2 separate regions of the Mus musculus genome follow, and region 2 is linked to region 1. A link is a contact called in public Hi-C data. All regions are on one chromosome and are shown on one strand. Each heading gives the region's core, a stretch centred on a gene start, on an enhancer-like site or on the middle of the called end of the contact. The rest is flanking DNA. Distances are from core to core; before and after follow the strand shown. Region 1 has its middle 170 kb from the start of Tbx18. Region 2 has its middle 71 kb from the start of Gm23176.

Region 1 (4,527 bases), core at 1,122-3,621:
AAAGTAACTATATCTCAGCACACAATTTAGTTTCATAAAGGGGCCTGTGCAGACAGCTGGAAGTCTAAATTACTGAAAAAGCCTCCCATCAATTTCATAATCATCTCCATTTAGTATCATGATTATTCATCGTCACATTTCTTATTCATCATGTAGAGAGTAAACTCCTATTCAACATTTTTAGCAATTTAAATAACTAACATACAACCTGTCCTCCCAGTGTTATGGTCCAACATTTTCCACTGTAGATTCTGTTCTCTACCTACAACCATCTATTCATTATCTTGATTAATTTGTTCAATATAATATAACTAGGCACTTTTGATGGTTCAAGCACTTTAGGCATTGAGAATTATAGCTCTGAACAACATTGATGATATTCATAATCATAAAGAGTTTGTATCCTAAAGGGAAAAAACATAGTAAACAAGAAAAATATTTTTGTAAATTTATATTTATTATAAAGAATAAGGAGTTAAACTGCATAAAATGGTTATGAACCCATTCCATTGAGCAGAGAATTATACTTCATAACTCATGCAAAAGGCAATGTAGCAATTACATACTCATTTCTAACTCCATAAATATATATGCACACATGTTTACACACACATAAAAAATAAATATTTAAGAGATAGGTGATGATGGAGTTAAATATTACCTTCAGGTAGTAAACACCAGGGAGTTTTTTTTTTTTTATACAGGAGAGTCAGAAAAATCCCTCTGGAAGTGACCTTGAGAAACAACCAAATTTAAGTGAGATTTCCAGGCATGAGTTGACAAGAGAGAAAATGTCCAGGCTCATGGAATGCAGCAAGCCAGGGTCTTGCCTCCAAACATGCTTACTATAGTCAAGGAGAACAAGGAAGACAGTGTGTAAATGGTAGGAGAGAATACACAAGAAGGAAGGAAGGGGTGGGTAAGCAGAGGTGTCATGGGTGAAGGACTTGGACTGTTGAGGTCCTGGTCGGTGTCTAAGCTTTTCTGATGCTGAGTGAGGAATGAGAAGATTTGGTGAAGTGCTTGGGTTTTGTTTGTTTGTTTGTTTGTTTGGGCTAGTCAGTGCTGGCCTTGGTATTGTCCGTATGATGCAGGGGGATATGAGATAGTTTCATTCTGACTAGCCAAGCAGATCCACCCTCAGGTCTCCTGTTTAAGTTCTATAAGAACAACAGGAACTGATCTCTTTTGAGTGGGCTGATTGAGTCTTTAAGCAGCAGTACACAGAGCTTGTTTGTTTGGTTAAGGACAGTGACTTCAAAAACTCCTTAAAAACATCAACATTCAGCTTAAAGCTATCTAGGCTTTTACATTTTTTTTCAATAGTCTTTTATTTTTTAATCTACTGTTGTTGCAGTGTGGAATTCAGTCTCACAAGTGTGTCACTTCCCTAAGTTGCAAATGAAGCAAACAGAAATGCTGAGAAATAGAAAACAAAGTTTTCCTTTCAGGTGCTCTCATGTCATGCAAAAAAATAAAAATCGTATAATTCCTTACAAATGGATCTGCCAAATTAGAGGTTACACAATATTTTCAAAATCCTAAGGCTCCTTCTAAAGTTCAAGGGGAATAATTTATTCAATTGTGTGTGTGGCTTTCACCTCTAGCCAGAATTACAAACTGATTCCAAAGACCACAAAAACAAATGCATTCTATTTAAATTCATTAACTTGTTTATGGTTTGTTTTTTAAATTTGTTTATCTGATTCTATTAGTATCTGCTGTTTATCTTCAGAGAATCAGATTCCCTTTAAGGAATGAAAGATTAAATAAAATAGTCAAATTCACAGGGCTCTTTAATTGGCGAAGAGTACAAACTCAGTTATCATTTTAATTCCCTAGCCTTCCTTAACTCTTGTCCATGAAAGCCGCAGACCCCGACTAAATGACATTGCTTGTGGATAATGTTTTATTTGGGTTTCTTCATTTTTTTTTTAATTTAAATAACTCTTTGTTTTAAAAGAACATGTCATCAGTCAAAATAATGCTATCACTTCTGAAAATATTTTCCCTTTCTGACACGCACCGAGGTGCCATAAAGCAGTGTTGACAACTCCATCTTTAGCATTCCACAAATCTTATGGAGATATATCATCAGAAAACCACACGGTCTATATCCGGGCTCTGACAAAACTGAAACATGGCCTGCCAGCCACAGATAAGGCTTTGAAATGTTAGTCATTGAAAAGGCGATAACAGAAACAAGGGCCAAATCGTGTACACCTTCACCTCTGGACGCCTGCGGTTTTGAGCCAAGTCACTTTGGTAAAAAAGATATTGCCGTATGGCTCCTTGGCCAAGTCAGTGGATATACAGTGTAATCCAACATGAAAACACGTGACCAACATGCTTCCAAACGTGCTGCTTGGGCAGCAGGGGGAAGGGCTGGAGCTGTGCCGCAGAGACGCAGGAATCGGGCATCTCTTGCACATCAGAGCTGCCTGACACATCCTCCAAGAATCAAAGCCTCGTGCCATGGTGTGGCTGCCATCAGGGGCACAAATGGAAACTGTGAAGCAAGCTGGGACAAGTGGAAACAGCTTTGACATCTTCATCCCGTCATTGTTAATTCCTAAGTGTTTTGGAATTTCAGGCTGTTCTCAATTTTATATGGAAAAAAAATGTCAAGATAGGAGAGGATAAAATCCTATTATGTCTGGACCTAGATGCGAGATATTAAACCAAAACCAAAGCAGTTGTTTTTCTTAAGGATTCTGTTAAAAAAAAATAACCAGAGTGACCACAAATACCACCTTTAAGTAGAATTTATAATCATTTACCTCTTAATGGTTCCTCCCTCAGTCATCCATTTTTAAACAGAGTGGGGTTTATGGTCATCATCTGTGATTACATTCTCATGTATTTGCAGTATTTCTACTATAATGATTTATTTAAAAGGGCTTCGCCATGATAGCTCTCCAACTTTGTTCCTTCCTGTATATCACTGTTCAGGGTCAAAAGCTGGGGAAAGGGCTGGTCCCTAAGGCCTAACATATTTCACCAGTGGAGACTCTGGCTTTTCACTTCTCTTTCTCTCCTCATCACTTTATGCTTAAAGAAGAACAGATGTGGAAACGTTTAGAAAAAAAAAAAAAGACTAATTGAATTTCACATAACACAATTTAGCATTGTTTGAGGAAGTACCTAAATCAACAGCACGTTTTCCAGAGTCCCAGCCTCGCCTAATTAGAACACCAAACGTGTGACTAATTGGCCACACTTCCACCAAAGGCTCCGAGGCACATGATGTGCCCCTGTCCCTCTGCCCCAGCTGAGGCCAGCAGTTTGGCTGTGAGGTAAGGTGGTTGTTCTGAAAGAGTAGGGTGAGCGCAGCGACAGGGAGAAAAACTCCTCTGAGATAGCCAAAAGAGCAAACACAGGGGCGGGGGGTGGGGGGAGCTGGGGAGGGGGCGGAGAAGGTCTGGAATGTCTGTGCTGTGGCTACACCCAGAGAATTAACAAGGGATTATCAGAACATAAGTTAGGCGATACATGGTGAAGTCTCCACTAGACCTGACCTTTAGCACACTGGGAGATTAGCTTTGAGAAATGCAACAGGAGGCTGTCTTGGTCCGTGTGTTTTCCCTAATGGTAAGGAGGAGACTATGTGAAAACGAACCGGCCTAATGAGATTAAAGGTCAAGGATGGGGCAAGACTGGCTTCTCTCACAACCGCCTGGGCATTTTGTTTGAGGCATTTGTCATTCCTACCTCTTCCTCCTCAGGTCTAACAACTGTGGAGCTAGAGATGACTTAAAGAAGTCTCACCTTATATAGATGAGGGTCTTAGTGCCAAAAGAACTCCATTAATTTGCATAAGGCTCACATCTCTTTGGTCACTGATTTGGGACTAGAAATATCATCCTTGACACCCCACCTCTGATACCATTTATACATTTTCTGCCATACTCGAGCTGATGTTAAAGCAATAATAATATGTGTAAGGGACCCCAATTCCCCAAAGATTGGACTCTGGTCAATAGCAGTTCCTTAAACAGAAAAAGAACCTTCTAGAATAAATTTTCTAGCAACTTTTATACAATATCTTCATTTACTGGTGTGGATTCTGGCTTCTGGTCTGTATTAACTAAAGAACTCCACTTATCAAGACAAAGAGAAACTAAAAATTTTGACTTGTTTAAATTATTTATTGTCATGTTTTCCCCTTTTTATTTCTTCTTTTGGAGAGGGTTATGATAAGAAATGGTTGTGAATTACAAAAGGATGGTCCATCTAGAGACTGCCATATCCAGGGATCCACCCCATAATTAGCCTCCAAGCGATGACACCATTGCATACACTAGCAAGCCTTTGTTGCAAGGACGGTGATATAGATGTCCCTTGTGAGACTAGGCCGGGGCCTAGCAAACACAGAAGTGGATGCTCACAGTCAACTATTGGATGGATCACAGGGCCCCCAATGGAGGAGCTAGAGAAACTACCCAAGGAGCTAAAGGGATCTGCAATCCTATAGGTGGAACAACATTATGAACTAACTAGTACTCCCCAGAGCTCGTGTCTCTAGCT
Region 2 (4,527 bases), core at 1,134-3,633, 530 kb before region 1:
ATTGGCACAAGACGCCTGCCTTGGGGTTTGGATGAACAAGTGGTGAGCCAAAGCTCGGGGTTTAGAACAGTTGTCCTGGAAGTCACATTGGATGGTAGATTTACCCCAGTCTTCCACCTTAAAATGTCACTTACATTTTCAAACTTGTTATTTGTTCAGCAAACTTTCCAAACCAGATTTATCTTTCTAAGACTTAAAAGATTTTGTTAGTAAACCTCAGGACTTTAATATCTCCCCAGTTACTACATACAGTGCTTCTTATACATTATTAAGTATAACTTTAAAATGTTTTCAATTAAAGTAAAATCATATCACTTATATCACTTCTTCCCTCCAGCCCCTCCCAATAACTCTCTCTCAAACTTCTCCCATGCCCCCCTCAAGTTGATAGCCTCCTATTCTTTGGTTATATTTGTTCCATATATATGCTTGCGTGTGTGTGCATGTGTATAATAACAGAACCGGCCAAGCCTGTTTTCGTTGGTGGTATGTGTAGGATTTTTGGTAGATGATACTTTAACAGCTTTAACCTTGGGCATTTTAATTCTTGTTTTTGCTTCTCTCTCCATTATATTAGTAAAAAAATGGAGTCGGAGAATGCAGGCACATTTCCCATGTCCACAAAGTTATTAATGGTCAGTAGCAAGCCTGAGATTTAAAATGAGTTGGTCTTGTTAGGAAAACCATTATATTAATCCTGCCTTTGTATATATTTAAAGCAGACATTTGGGAATAAGAGTATATTAATAGATCATGTAAGATTTCCTTCACCCAAAGCCTACTCATTTGTAAGCAAAAGGGTATGAGTATTTAAAATGTATCAATTAAGAGGATTACTAAGCTACAAACTTACCATTGTATCCATTAATGAAGTTAAGAGTTATTTCAAAAGTTCATCAGCAGGCTACCAAGCCTTTACCACGTGAACCTTCACAGGACATTTTTTATATTCAAATCATAGCATCTGGGAGCACATCTATGGTAGAGATAGGCCTGTATTGCATGACAAGCAATATGAATGTACTGGACTCTTCCATCTCTGGTAGGAAGCTCCAGGGAATCTGCCCATGTGCTTGGCTCCAGGGGACACAGAGCATCTAGAACTTATGTTTCTGTTAATGCTATTCTAGGGGAAAATTTTATTTGCAAGCGTTTTTATTGGATTCTCCTGAGAGTCATCTGATAAATTTAAGTACCAACATTTCTGTGCTTATAAAACAAATGTCAAAGCGCTCACTGGTCTCTTTCCTTAGTGTTATTTCTACTCTATTTCCTCTCCATATTTCTCCCTTAATTCAAACACAAGCCCAAGTCTCACATTCAAGTATTTATTACTAAATAGAAAGAGATGATTAGAAAAACAAACATCTTGAAAATGACTCTCAAATCTGACCGAAATCACATAAGTAAGATGGCTGACAGGAGTCATAACTTAGATTCTCTGCTACAGAGAACAGAGTGGTTCTTCCTTACAAGGATGGTTGGAATATAATTTTATACAGATGAAGCAATCGGGAGACCAGCTGGCTCGCCTAAGGTCATCAGTTTAGATTAGATTAGAGTAAGTTGCATTGTCTTGTGTTTTTCTGCATACTATACACTCACTGAGAGGAAAATTCCCAATTTTTCATTTTTCACCCGTGACTAATTTCCTGTTTTAAAATCCACAATTGCCTCTGGTTCTTTTCTTCCTAGCATATGTCACTGACTTTATCTTTAGATATTGGTCCTGTAGGCAGTCTCTCAGTCCACTCAGAGGTCATTATCTCAAATATGCTGTTTTGTTGTTCCTCTTAGTAAGTTATATGGATCTCTCTCTCTCCCTCTCCCCCCCCCTCTGTCATTGTGTGTGTGTGTGCCCGTGGGTCTGTGTGTGCCTGTGGGTCTGTGTGTTGGGGTTGTCACAGAAGTGTCTGTCTCGGAAATCACAGCCTCTGTCTTATCTCAAGGGACTGAAAGGCATTCCAAATCTTTAAAACTGGTGGAGCTTGCAACCGCTAAGGATACCGTCTCTATTCATGGCCCTTGGACTGTTTCTTCACTAAGGAAGATTTTTCAACCCTGAATGCCATTTGTGGCAAGAACAGTCTACCTTTGAGGATGCCATTGGTCCAGGACCAGGGAGCCCTTAGTTAAATAGTAACTATGATGTTCTAGATATATCTTTTCTCTCCTCAACGTTATTCTATTTTGGAATGACTTTGCTTTTTGTCTGTTGTTTGCTGAGAGGACAGCCTGAATGTTCATGTAAGTTGTCCACTGAGGCCACTATGAATAGTTCAATAATGACTCATACAGTCCAGTTTCCACACACGGGCCTAAAACAACATAACTCTTCATTTGGGGCTGAGAACTTCCCTCTGGGGCTTTGGTTTGTTTTGAAGCCATGCAATTCCTGTTCAGTGAGAAAGAAATTCCACTTCCCTGGGGGCCATTCTGGAGTGTACTCCAGCACTGCTCAGAAATTCGAATCCTAACGCCTTCTGCAGGAGTTTTCTATGGGTTGTTACCTACTGCCATTTCTCTTCTGAGAGCTGCCATGATAAAGAGGTGGTTGGGACTCTTCAGAGGTGGGCCTTTGATAGTGTTACCACCCAGACCTCTGCTGCCTATGCTGCTTCCAATATCTGTGTGCTTTCTCTTCCTTTAGCCTCTGTGGCATGGACCTGGCTGACCCCAGTGTAGGCAAAGATTCTCTAAGTCAGCCAGCTTTTCCCAGTTCCTCATCAGCAAAGAGTGCTTCAAGGGTGAGCATGCACTGCAGAAAGAGTCCATACACCCCATGAGACTATTCCAAAAGTTTGTGGGGTGGGTGGACTCCCTCCTAATTGCACTTGGAGATTTGAGGAGATGTTTTTATTATATTTTTAATTTAAATTATTTTATTTATTTACATTCCAGTCATTGTCCTGCCCCAATCCTCTCTCCCACAGTTCCTCATTCCATTCTTCCTCCCCCTTGTCTCTGAGAGGGTGCTTCCCCTAACAAGCCCCCTCCCCACTTCCCTGAGGCCTCAAGTCTCTCGATGATTAGGCACATCTTCTCCCACTGAGGCCAGACCAGGCAGTCCTCTGCTATATATGTGCCAGGGGCCTTGTCCAGTAGTGTATGCTATCTTTATATCTTCCTGGAGGCCAAATCTGGAACCCACACCACTGGTGAAGGGCTGAGCAATGGAAATCGAAAAGTGGCACATTGTTTGAGCCCCGACTCAAGCTATGTGAGCACCTTTTTTTCCTAGGATAACAGTCAATAAATTACCCTTTCCTGCTGAAAACAGTTTGAGTAAGATGTCTTGTGATATATGCCAGAATCCTGTCTAAAAATGCTCTATACAGGAGTCAAGAAAGAGCACAAAGGAGTATACTTTTTAGGTTTTTTTCCCCCTTTCAATTATTCATCAATAGGAAAAAGGATGAGAGACCCACCATTCTAAAAATGCTTATTTTTAACTCAAGGAATTAGAGTAAAACAGTAGAATTAGCAATTTTAAGGAACAAAGGACATGTGAAAACCTCCCAGGGAAAGGACTTGTAGATACAATAGTAACTTAAGATCACAACATAATGTTTGTTTGTGTGCCTCTGCATTTGCTCCAATCAGCGGCCAGAGGGACCCTCTCTAATGATGATTGCGCTTGGCACCAATCTATGAATATAGCAGAAACTCATGCTTTCTTCTGTTGATATCCCTGGGAAGCCTCATCTTTTCTGAAGGGAAATGGAGGGTCAGTGGATCTGAGGGAGAAAATAAGTATGTGCAGAGGGGATTGGGAGGAGAGGGTGTGGTCTAGATGTTTTGTATGAGATGAGAAAAGAATAAATAAAAAATGGGGGGGGGATACAACATAAGACCGGCTTTTAAATTGTAGTGCCATTTGATGATTCTTCTTAATAGGTTACTTTTATAACTCACTTAATCCTCTCTGTAAACTATTAAACAATCCGATTCAAAAGACAGTTTAGTGTCTTGAACAGGTTGTGTTTGGAAGTTTGGCTAGATTTTTTTACCTTGATTTTGTTTCTTCACCTCAACACTGCAGGACTATTGTTATGGTGCTAATGGATATGAGAGCCTCGGATTGAACCATGGAATACGGTTAACAGTCAAAAGCAAGAACATCTATCTCTGATTGCTGCTTTGTTAAAGTTACTGCTAGAAACTTGAGTCTCCATTCAGTGCTCTTGTCTGTACTTGTCCCCTCTGAGATCCCCTAGGCCTGGTCAGGGACTCTGTGACTCCAGACTTCTTCTCCTATGGTTGTTATTTTCTGACAATGTGGAATTTTAGTTGCTCTTTTTGTCCATTAAAACTATCACCAGGGTGCCCATTCCTAGAAACTCAGAATTTCTCTACACCCATAATCCCTGGAATTTTTGTTTTATTTTTAGATAAGTGAGAAAGAACATGATCTTTAGTTACTTCAGGTAGAATTAGCTGTGCAACAGCAGCATCAAGTGACAGAATGTAAGTCCTCTGTGCAAACAGGTAAATCTGTGTTCCTGGGGTTATTTCCTTAGAACAATC

Evidence for each region. Hi-C and Micro-C count contacts between places; a contact is called where the count stands out from the background.
Region 2: a contact with region 1 is called in a Hi-C map of ventricular fibroblasts, with 6 times the contacts expected there. The contact joins two enhancer-like sites.

The regions. Positions count from the first base shown.
Region 1 is chr9:87,555,770-87,560,296 of GRCm38.p6, reverse strand. No RefSeq gene overlaps it. Among named protein-coding and RNA genes, the nearest start is that of Tbx18, 170 kb to the left of the region's middle. Within about 2 kb of position 2,371, at least 17 of the 459 cell types and tissues checked have an H3K27ac peak or open chromatin away from gene starts, as enhancers often do.
Region 2 is chr9:88,089,792-88,094,318 of GRCm38.p6, reverse strand. No RefSeq gene overlaps it. Among named protein-coding and RNA genes, the nearest start is that of Gm23176, 71 kb to the right of the region's middle. Within about 2 kb of position 2,383, at least 55 of the 459 cell types and tissues checked have an H3K27ac peak or open chromatin away from gene starts, as enhancers often do.